Linked DNA regions of Mus musculus: region 2 is linked to region 1. Evidence: chromatin contacts called from public HiChIP or PLAC-seq data. All regions are on one chromosome and are shown on one strand. Each heading gives the region's core, a stretch centred on a gene start, on an enhancer-like site or on the middle of the called end of the contact. The rest is flanking DNA. Distances are from core to core; before and after follow the strand shown. Region 1 has its middle 130 kb from the start of 4933402C06Rik. Region 2 holds the start of A230077H06Rik (RIKEN cDNA A230077H06 gene).

Region 1 (4,059 bases), core at 856-3,355:
ATCAATAGATGGGAAGGTTCAAGCCCTTGCCCTCCAGTTTCACCTCTGGAAATGTATCATGAAGTCATGATCAGCAAGCGACAGGAGGGAGAGGGTGGCACGCTGGAGGGAAACAGTGGTAGAGTTATTTGTGAAAACTGTAAGTAACCCATTCTTCCACCAAGAGAGAAAAGCCTAATTGTGTTGTAAAGCATCGAGCACTCTAAGGTCACAATTACATAAATACATCACAGTGTGGAACTGTTCAATTGCTGAGAGGAGTGAACTGGCTCCAGAGATGTAAAGTAGGCTATCATTTCTGCCTAAGTGTTTGCATACAGTCACATAAAACACTCTAGAAAGCCACATGCTGAAATGTCAGCTAGGACAGTGTTTGAGGGGACCTTAAGGATAAGATGGGTTTTCCTATTTTGTTCGTGTGCATGTGCATGTGTGATCTGTTCAACGCTTGCCTTTTTTTTCACAGAGACTTCCCTGGCTCAGATCTGAGAACTGCCTTTTTGATGGTTCCCTTCCTGCTGAATTTCCCCTAGAAAGCCTTCTGCCCTTGTCTGTCTATTTTGCTTACAGCCCACCCTACATAATACCACTCAGCAGCATTAGGTCGCAGTCATTGACAGAGCAATTCCATGACTGTTTTCCCCTTCCATTTGTTGTTTCCAGCACTGCTCTCAGAACTCAGCACAATGGGCAACCCACACCTACTCAGAAACTCAAGAAAACCTTGCCATTTAGAGGACTATAACATGTGTCTGACTGTGTGACAAAATTACGGGCAGCTCTTTAAAGCACATGCTAACTGGTCGACTGCCCTTTCTCCCTTTCCTTCCAGCAGCCCTAAGAGCTATACCTCCCTGGGACACCTGTCAGGAGCAATTGAATCCAGGCACAAGGGCAGCCTGCACAACTATTCTGGCTGTTTTTCTTGTGATGGAAACCAGGGCCTTTTCTGAACTTTAACAGCATCAAATTAGAGTTCAAAAATAGCTGAGGTATTCTCTCGCTTAATGGTTCCAGTATCCTTCCACATGCTTCCTAATCTTTCAAGCTAAAGACTTTCTAAGATACAGAGTCAACCCATGGCCACGAGCTACAAGCACTATCTATAAATTATCTCAATATCTCTCCTTCTGTATACCTGATCTTTAGAATAAGCTCAATGACATTCTTAGTGGCTTCCAAAGTACCTTAAAAAATTTCTTTCACCTTGGACCAAGGATCACATGCTTCTAGCAGTTTAGGGGGTTCAAAGAACGGCTGTTGGGTTTGACATGCTGGCCCCAATTTCATGTTATGTATGGTCCAGATTTTAAATCTAACCTGCAAGGGTAGCACAGTATATTTTAAAATTAAGATTTTACCAACACTTAAAAAGAATAAAAAAATTCACTGAATAAATGAAGACATTTCTCCTAAAAAGGTTCAGAGAAGCTGAACACAGAGTCCTTTGATGTTCATCACTATTATTGTTTTTGTATGTGCACTCTGTGTGAGTTTATGTGTATCATATGTGTGCAGTATACTCAGAGGCAGGATGAGGGCATCAGATCCACTAGAGCTGGATCTTACAAGAAGTTGCGAGCTGCCTAATGAGGGTGCTTGGAACTGAAGCCAGAGCCTCTATAAAATCAGCACAAACTCTTAACTGCTGAGCCATTGTTCCAACTTGACACTTGTCCTTTTAAACAAAGCATTTGCTTTTAATAACCTGTGTGCAAATGTTGGTGTTTCTCCCTATACCTCACAAATATCATATGTTAAGATACTTGTCCCCAGGTAGTGGCTAATCTGATATAACTAGCTGGTGAAGGTGTGAGACTTTCCAGCTAGGATTAGTGCTTTCAGCAGAGCTACCACAGAGCCTTTCTGCAATGTGAGGACACAGGCTCAGCACTCTGCAAGCTTACAGAGGCTCTTCCCCAGAAAATGATCAACCTAATATTGGACTTCTTCTTTCCAGTACTATGAAAAAAAAAACGTGTTATTTATAAGCTGCCCTTTGTGGTACTGTAATATAGCATCTGTAACTAATGAACTCACTCCATATACCCTGGCCTGTTTCCATCCCAAATGACGCCAGATCCAAATGACGCCATCTGGCTTTGGGAAGCATCATAGTGATCACTAACCCCCTCCTCCCATTACGCTCAAGTGAGGGGATGGAAAGAGAAAGCATGCTCTTCCATTCATTCTTCTCTACTGGAGTTTTGGCAACTCACTAGCAGCCTCCATTGGCAGGCTTCCTGGAGCTCAGGGCTTGTGATCCTGCAGCTGAGCAGACAGGTACAAGAAGCCACACAATGAAATCTGTTTTCATTATGATGGTACCAGTCGCCACCCTTGTCTTAGAGCAGTGAGCTTGGGGAGGGGAGTGGAAGAAGGTGGCAGCAGCTATGTCAGTGGAGTAACAAGAGCCCAGACTGTGCCTAGTAGCTGCTTCTGTCGGAGAGTTGAGAGTTACTGCCACTGCTTGAATATTTTCCCAGAGTCTGTGTTGGGAACCTTAATCCCCAACCGTGTCAAAAAGACGCTCTTAAAAGTCAATAGGTAGTGGCAACTCTACTTTCATAAAAGAATTAGTGCTCTTACTGTGGAAGTAGGTTTCTGACAGAAGAATTATGTATGATCTTGCTGGTTTCTAATTTAAGAAGGTTTAGCCCATCAGAGCAGGAACATGAGACAGTGGCTTTACACATAATGGCTGGACCAGGAATCAGAAAATGGAGCAGGAATTCTGATTGGTTCTACCCTCCAAAGCTTCCAGTGATCCATGTACTCTTCACTACCTCCACAATCCCCCACAACAGCATGACTAGCTTAAGGCCAGATATTCAAACACATGAGCCTATGAGGTACTTAACATTTAATGTGGAACACTTAGGTTTAGCCCAACCTTGTGTATATGTACATGCATGCATATACACATGTGTATGTGTATATACAACACACACACAGCATGAAGGTATGTATAACTTCTTATTTACCCTCATGATGCCACTAATATCCTCACAGAGGGCTTGCTTCACTGCTTATTAACTGACATTGGCTAAGATAATATAGAATATATATTGAGATTTTTAAAGAAAACAATGCTTAGTTATAAGAGAAGAGAAATTCAAGTGTGACAATTCCCTCCTGAAAAGCACGCATCCAGGCCCTGTCCTAAGTATTTCCAAGTTATTTGTTGAACAGGAAGGGCCTGGAGGTATACACCAGTAACTCCAACACTCAGGAGACAAGGAGATTGAAATGCCTGAGGCCAGCCTGAGTTACTAAATAAGACCATGTTTTATAATGGAAAGAGAGAGAGAGAGAGAGAGAGAGAGAGACAGACAGACAGACAGACAGACAGACAGACAGAGAGACAGAGATTGAGAATCAGGTACATAAAACTTTCCCTTTCACGTTTTTATCTTGAAGGGTCTCTTGACTCCAAATCAATTCTGTCCACCACTGTCTGAGAACTTGCAATTCCAGCCATGTGTCTGAGCCTTTCCCTTGAGATGTCCAATCACTGTCACTGTAGCACATGCCCCGTGCTCCAGCTGTATTGTGCCTGACCCATTCATTCTGCACCTGGCTTCTGTAGCCATTAGGGTTTGCTGTCGAACTGGAACAGTCCTCATCTGATTCTGAAACACCTGGAACATTCACATCCACCCACCACCCAGGGTCAGCCCTGAAAACAAGCATTCCAAAGGACCGCAGCTGAACCAGCTCTTGGACTCGTTCCTCTATGCACACATCCCAAGTCCTTGTGTCATCCCACCATGGGCAGTCTCTGCTCATTCACCTTGAGGTAATTCTCTGAACCTAGTACTCTGACCACTCCTGAGAATTTGCTTCCCTTTCTTAATCGTGTCTTGATTCATAGGAACTACTGATGCTGAAGGAGGAAGAAACTCTTCTCAAAGAACCATTCAAATCATCCGGGCCTTCTTTATAAGCTTCTAGGCCCATCTATTGCCATTAGTGGTGATAACTTGGAAGCTCCTTTGCCTTGAGCTATAGACACCCCCCTCCATTAAATCAGGAATCGCCCAGACAAGATGATGAAGA
Region 2 (4,315 bases), core at 479-2,978, 360 kb after region 1:
AGGTATATCTTAGCCAGATAGCGTAGCTGATGCAAAGGCCCTAGGGTGGGCCTAGTGTGTTGCACTGCAGGAGGGAGGATCTTGTCCAGAGAGGAGCCAGGGGAAGGATAGAAGGGAGGGAAAGGTAAAGATGAAGAAGGCAATCAGTTGACCTTGGGAGTCCCCTGGTATTTGTACTGACTGGAGCGGGAGCCACTGTAGGCTTCTGAGTAGGAGAGGGTGGTCTTATAGGTTTGATAAGGACCTCTTAGCTGTCATGTTGAGAACTGATGCATAGAAAGTGTGCACCCAGTGTCTGCTATGTGACACGCACACGATGTCAAGCAGCTATTACTATTATTCTACTACGACAGTAACACCAACGTATGACACAGGCAAAAAAATCCCCACCAGACAGAACGGGTGGAAAGAATCCACAGACCTTCAGAGTGACCAAAGCGTACCTCCCTGTAGCTGCTGGCATCCCTCCAGCAAGCCTGGTCACTGGCCATCAGTCCTTGATTGAATCTGGTACTGGGAGAGAAACTCACTGCCTCTCCAAACAAGCCAATGCACAGTGGGATAGCTCATGTCATCATATCCCTGCTTGGAATCAATTCTCCAACTGCTCCCTTAGAAACCTGCCATGGTCCTCCTGTGTAGCACGATGCAAGTCTGCCCCCTCCCTTCAAAAGCTGAGGACGGCAAGAGACCTGCAAGGTCTTGCATTCACAGACCTATGGTGGTTTCTAAAGAGTGGTGGAATGTTCAGGGGGAGGCAGGCCAAAGTATGTATACATATATGTAGAGGGAACAGGCAATGGGGACCCTGAATGAAAGGTCTACAAGGCTTTCTGCTCACAGAGCATCAGCGAGTGACCACAGGGTGAAAATGACCCATTGGCCACATAAGGAAGAGGAGGGGCAGAAGAATGCAGTGCCCGTGGTCCTCACTGGTGAGGGGAAAGCTTACAAAGAGCTACCAGCTTCTTCTCTGGAACTGTGTTCCTGTTGTCTTAGACAAGGGTGGCCACTGGGAAATTATTTCCTTTTTGGTCTTCTGTCTTCACTAACCAGTAGCTCATTGTCAGAGATACTTGGAGAGCTCTAGCATTCAGGGGAAGTTCACTGGGATGTGCCTCCATAAGTTAAGATAAAGCCAAGTAATGAGACCAGACCAGACCACTAGCTGGGGGATCCCTTGAGGAAGAGAGAGACCCAAGGAGAGCTCTATGGCTCTCCCAAGCCCTTGTGCCTGGACTGAACTATCTCATCCACCCACACACCCCTTAGGAAGGCAGACTGAACTCTCTAGGTGGCTAAAAGATATGACCCATTCTAGGTGAAGGCCAGGGAAGGTTCAGGGATACAGAAGATGCAAGCGTGGAGGATGGGCTCTGGAACGTGTACTCCACCTCTGCCTGCTTCCACCCGGGGGCTGGAGGATCCCCTTTGCTTTGGGTACAGAGTGGGAAATGGCCAGGAAGAGCTTGCTTGCAAGGACACAGGGACTAGCCCTCTCTCTGGGCAGGAAGACGGTCCCCACCCAGAAACCTCCTGAGCCCTGAGTCGTGCCCGGCGCTCCCCATTTCACCCCACCCGCACCACCTCTGCTGTCACTCACGGCCACTGCCTGCTGGCTCCCTGGTGCGCTCCGCGCCACAGGCACCTGCTCGCCCGGCGCTGGACGCTCAGTTCTTGTTCCCACACTGCGGACTCCTAGTCTTCACTGTCACTTGGTCTTGCTGCTGGCCGGACATAGCACTCCTCCCTTCTTGCATTCCCCTGGAGCCCACCCACCCGCCATGGCCCGGGTCTGGGCCAAAGAGTGGCGTGGCTCGTGGTCCAAACCTGGGTAAGGAGTTGGAGACACTGGGGGCTGCGGAGAGGGTGGGGGACACACAGAAAGCAGGGTGGAGCAGCTGTCTCCAGAGATGGACACTGGGAAGAAGCCAGGAGTTTGGGTGGGAGGACCCCCTAAGCAAAGCAGACGCGGGGTGGGGTTGCGCTGCAGCTAGAGAGATGGTGGTCGCTACGAATGACCCCGCGGCGGGGGCGGGAGGTGGGGGACGACGGGGTAGGGGCGGGGCGGACTCCGAGAGGAGGGCGGGGGTGATGCTGTGGAGGAGGCTGCTCGCCACCCAGCCACTGACCGCCCCCTCCATTCCTCTCCCCTCCCCCCTTTCCCCGCCTCTCTCGGGCTGCGGGTCGGCCACGCTGGACCCGCTCTCCCCGCGCTGCGCTACGGTCGGACGCCAGGTCTGCACGCCGCGGCTGAGCGCCCACTCGCCTTGAAGAGTGAGCGGTGGAGAAACCAGCGGGGGCGGCGGCGGGAGAGCTCCCCGGGAGTCGGAGGAGGTGGCAGTCGGGAGCCCAGCCAGAAGGAGACCAGGAGGCAGACGTTGGTGCCTTACAGGCACTCACTCCCTTCTCCAAGGATGGATCCTGGCGCAGTCCGGCAGTTTCCTGGCCCGCCCGCCAGAGTCTGAACTGCGGATCCCTATTCTCCTGTGGAGCACCGGACTGAAGGAGGTACAGACCGAAGGATCCTCCTGGAGGGACCTCGTCTCCTGCGTCCCCCGCGTAGCGCCCCCCGCCGGAGCCGCGCCGGGCCAGCCGGCAAGGAAGCTGGGCTGATTGGCGGCCGCCGGCGGCCAGGGGAGGGGGCGCCGTGCGGGGCCATGGCAGGCTCCGAGGCGTCCTAGCCGGAGCTCGAGCCGGAGCCGAGCCCAAGCTGCCGCCGCCGCCGCCTCTCCGCGCCGGGCCCCCGCCGCCGCCGCAACCCTGCGGGAGATGGAACAGCGGAACCGGCTCGGCGCCCTCGGATACCTGCTACCTCTGCTACTGCACAGCCTGCTGCTCTTCGTGGCCGACGGTGAGCGCGGGAACTTCGCGGCCGCGATGGGCTCAGGGGACCCTTTGCTAAGGCCACGGAAGTCTGCCCGCTGGCCACCGCGGAGGAGGAAAGGAAGCGGCAGGCTTTACGGTCTCCAGCAATTCGGGTGTGCAACCCAGGCTGGGAGTGGGTAGGAGCACGAGCGCAGAAGAGGGTCTCTGCAGCTGTGGCGTCCGCTTAGGGAGTCCTTTCACCCAGTCCCCGCTAAGCAGAGGAGGCCTGCAGCAAGCCAGAGTTGGCGCTTCCCAGCCCAGCTCCAGTGATACGGCCCTACCTCCCCTAAACCCTGCACGACCTGGAGGGGAGTAGCCTGCAGCAAGTGGCGGACCCCCGCTGCCACCTTTGCAGCTGCTCCCTGAACTTTGCTGGAGCCTCTCGCCCAGGGTCACTTAGTAGCTGGGGACAGGAGTGTGGGTGAGCCCAAGGCCCGGTAGCAGGAGACCGACCGCCTCAGCCTCGGGTAGCCCCAAGCTCTCCCAACCCTACCCCCACCTCGCCTATCCCCTGGTCACGCCTCTCTCTCCCGCCCCCAGCTACATTCACCGAAGTCCCCAAAGATGTAACCGTGCGAGAGGGTGACGATATCGAAATGCCCTGCGCGTTCCGGGCCAGCGGAGCCACCTCTTACTCGCTGGAGATTCAGTGGTGGTACCTCAAGGAGCCTCCCCGGGAGCTGTTACACGAGCTGGCGCTCAGCGTGCCGGGCGCCCGGAGCAAGGTAATCCGCTGCCCTTCGCTGCACCCGTGCTTACCCGACTTCTTCCAGTGGAAGTGAGGGGTACCTCCACAGGGCGCTGCCCTGTCGCTCAGCCACCTCCCGTCCTCTGTATCTCCACAGTATTGACAAAGTAAACGGATGTCCCCGGATGCTATAGGTTCTTTATCACTCTTTCCCCTTCTCGCCCAGCCCCTGAAAACCTACACACACCTGGCCCAATTTTCCTGCTCATGCAAGCTAGCTTTGGGACTATACTCTGATGGGTGCTAGCGTGAGAAAAAAAGCAGATCACTTGATTCTGGCAGGCTCTCTTCTGCCACTCTGGGGTCCCAGGGCCAAGGAGTTCAGCTCCTTCAGATTGTGTTTATGTGGTAGAGAAGAGGGTACTAGAGCATGGTAGCCAGCAGGTCACTCACCTCTAGCTTCCATAGGGTCTGAGAAACAGCTCCACCCTCAGTGGCTGGAATACTTTACAACCTGCCCCATAGCTCACACCATCATTTACACACCCACCTACCTACAGTGTCCCCAGAATCCCACTCAGTGTTCCTGTTCTCATCCTCCTCTGGCACGTATCCACATACCAGACTGTCAAGGCCTTCATGATGTTGGACCTTCCATCCAGTGTTCGGTTCCAAGTGGAGAATTTAGAGGAAATGATGAGGTCCCCTTGGCTGTCCAGCATCCCCACTCTCCCAAGCAGACAGGTGTGTATGGGGCAG

Evidence for each region. HiChIP or PLAC-seq counts read pairs in DNA pulled down with a chosen protein or histone mark.
Region 2: an H3K27ac HiChIP or PLAC-seq map of VIP interneurons shows a contact between it and region 1, with 3 times the contacts expected there. The contact joins the promoter of A230077H06Rik here to the enhancer-like site in region 1. A contact is called at or near these places in 6 of 39 promoter capture datasets (cranial neural crest, embryonic stem cells, hippocampal neurons and 2 more), 9 of 484 Hi-C or Micro-C datasets (cerebellar granule neurons, cerebellum, cerebral cortex and 4 more), 7 of 115 datasets of contacts at active chromatin or transcription factors (SST interneurons, VIP interneurons, astrocytes and 4 more) and 4 of 9 other capture datasets (adipose tissue, embryonic stem cells, liver and 1 more).

The regions. Positions count from the first base shown.
Region 1 is chr7:40,537,841-40,541,899 of GRCm38.p6, forward strand. No RefSeq gene overlaps it. Among named protein-coding and RNA genes, the nearest start is that of 4933402C06Rik, 130 kb to the right of the region's middle. Within about 2 kb of position 2,106, at least 2 of the 459 cell types and tissues checked have an H3K27ac peak or open chromatin away from gene starts, as enhancers often do. A contact at or near this core is called in VIP interneurons, where this site is marked.
Region 2 is chr7:40,896,596-40,900,910 of GRCm38.p6, forward strand. It overlaps A230077H06Rik (RIKEN cDNA A230077H06 gene), which reads right to left and starts at 1,729. Exons shown (of 5, transcript NR_040329.1): 1 at 1,604-1,729. It overlaps Vstm2b (V-set and transmembrane domain containing 2B), which reads left to right and starts at 2,683. Exons shown (of 5, transcript NM_021387.3): 1 at 2,683-2,854; 2 at 3,409-3,593. The coding sequence starts at 2,773.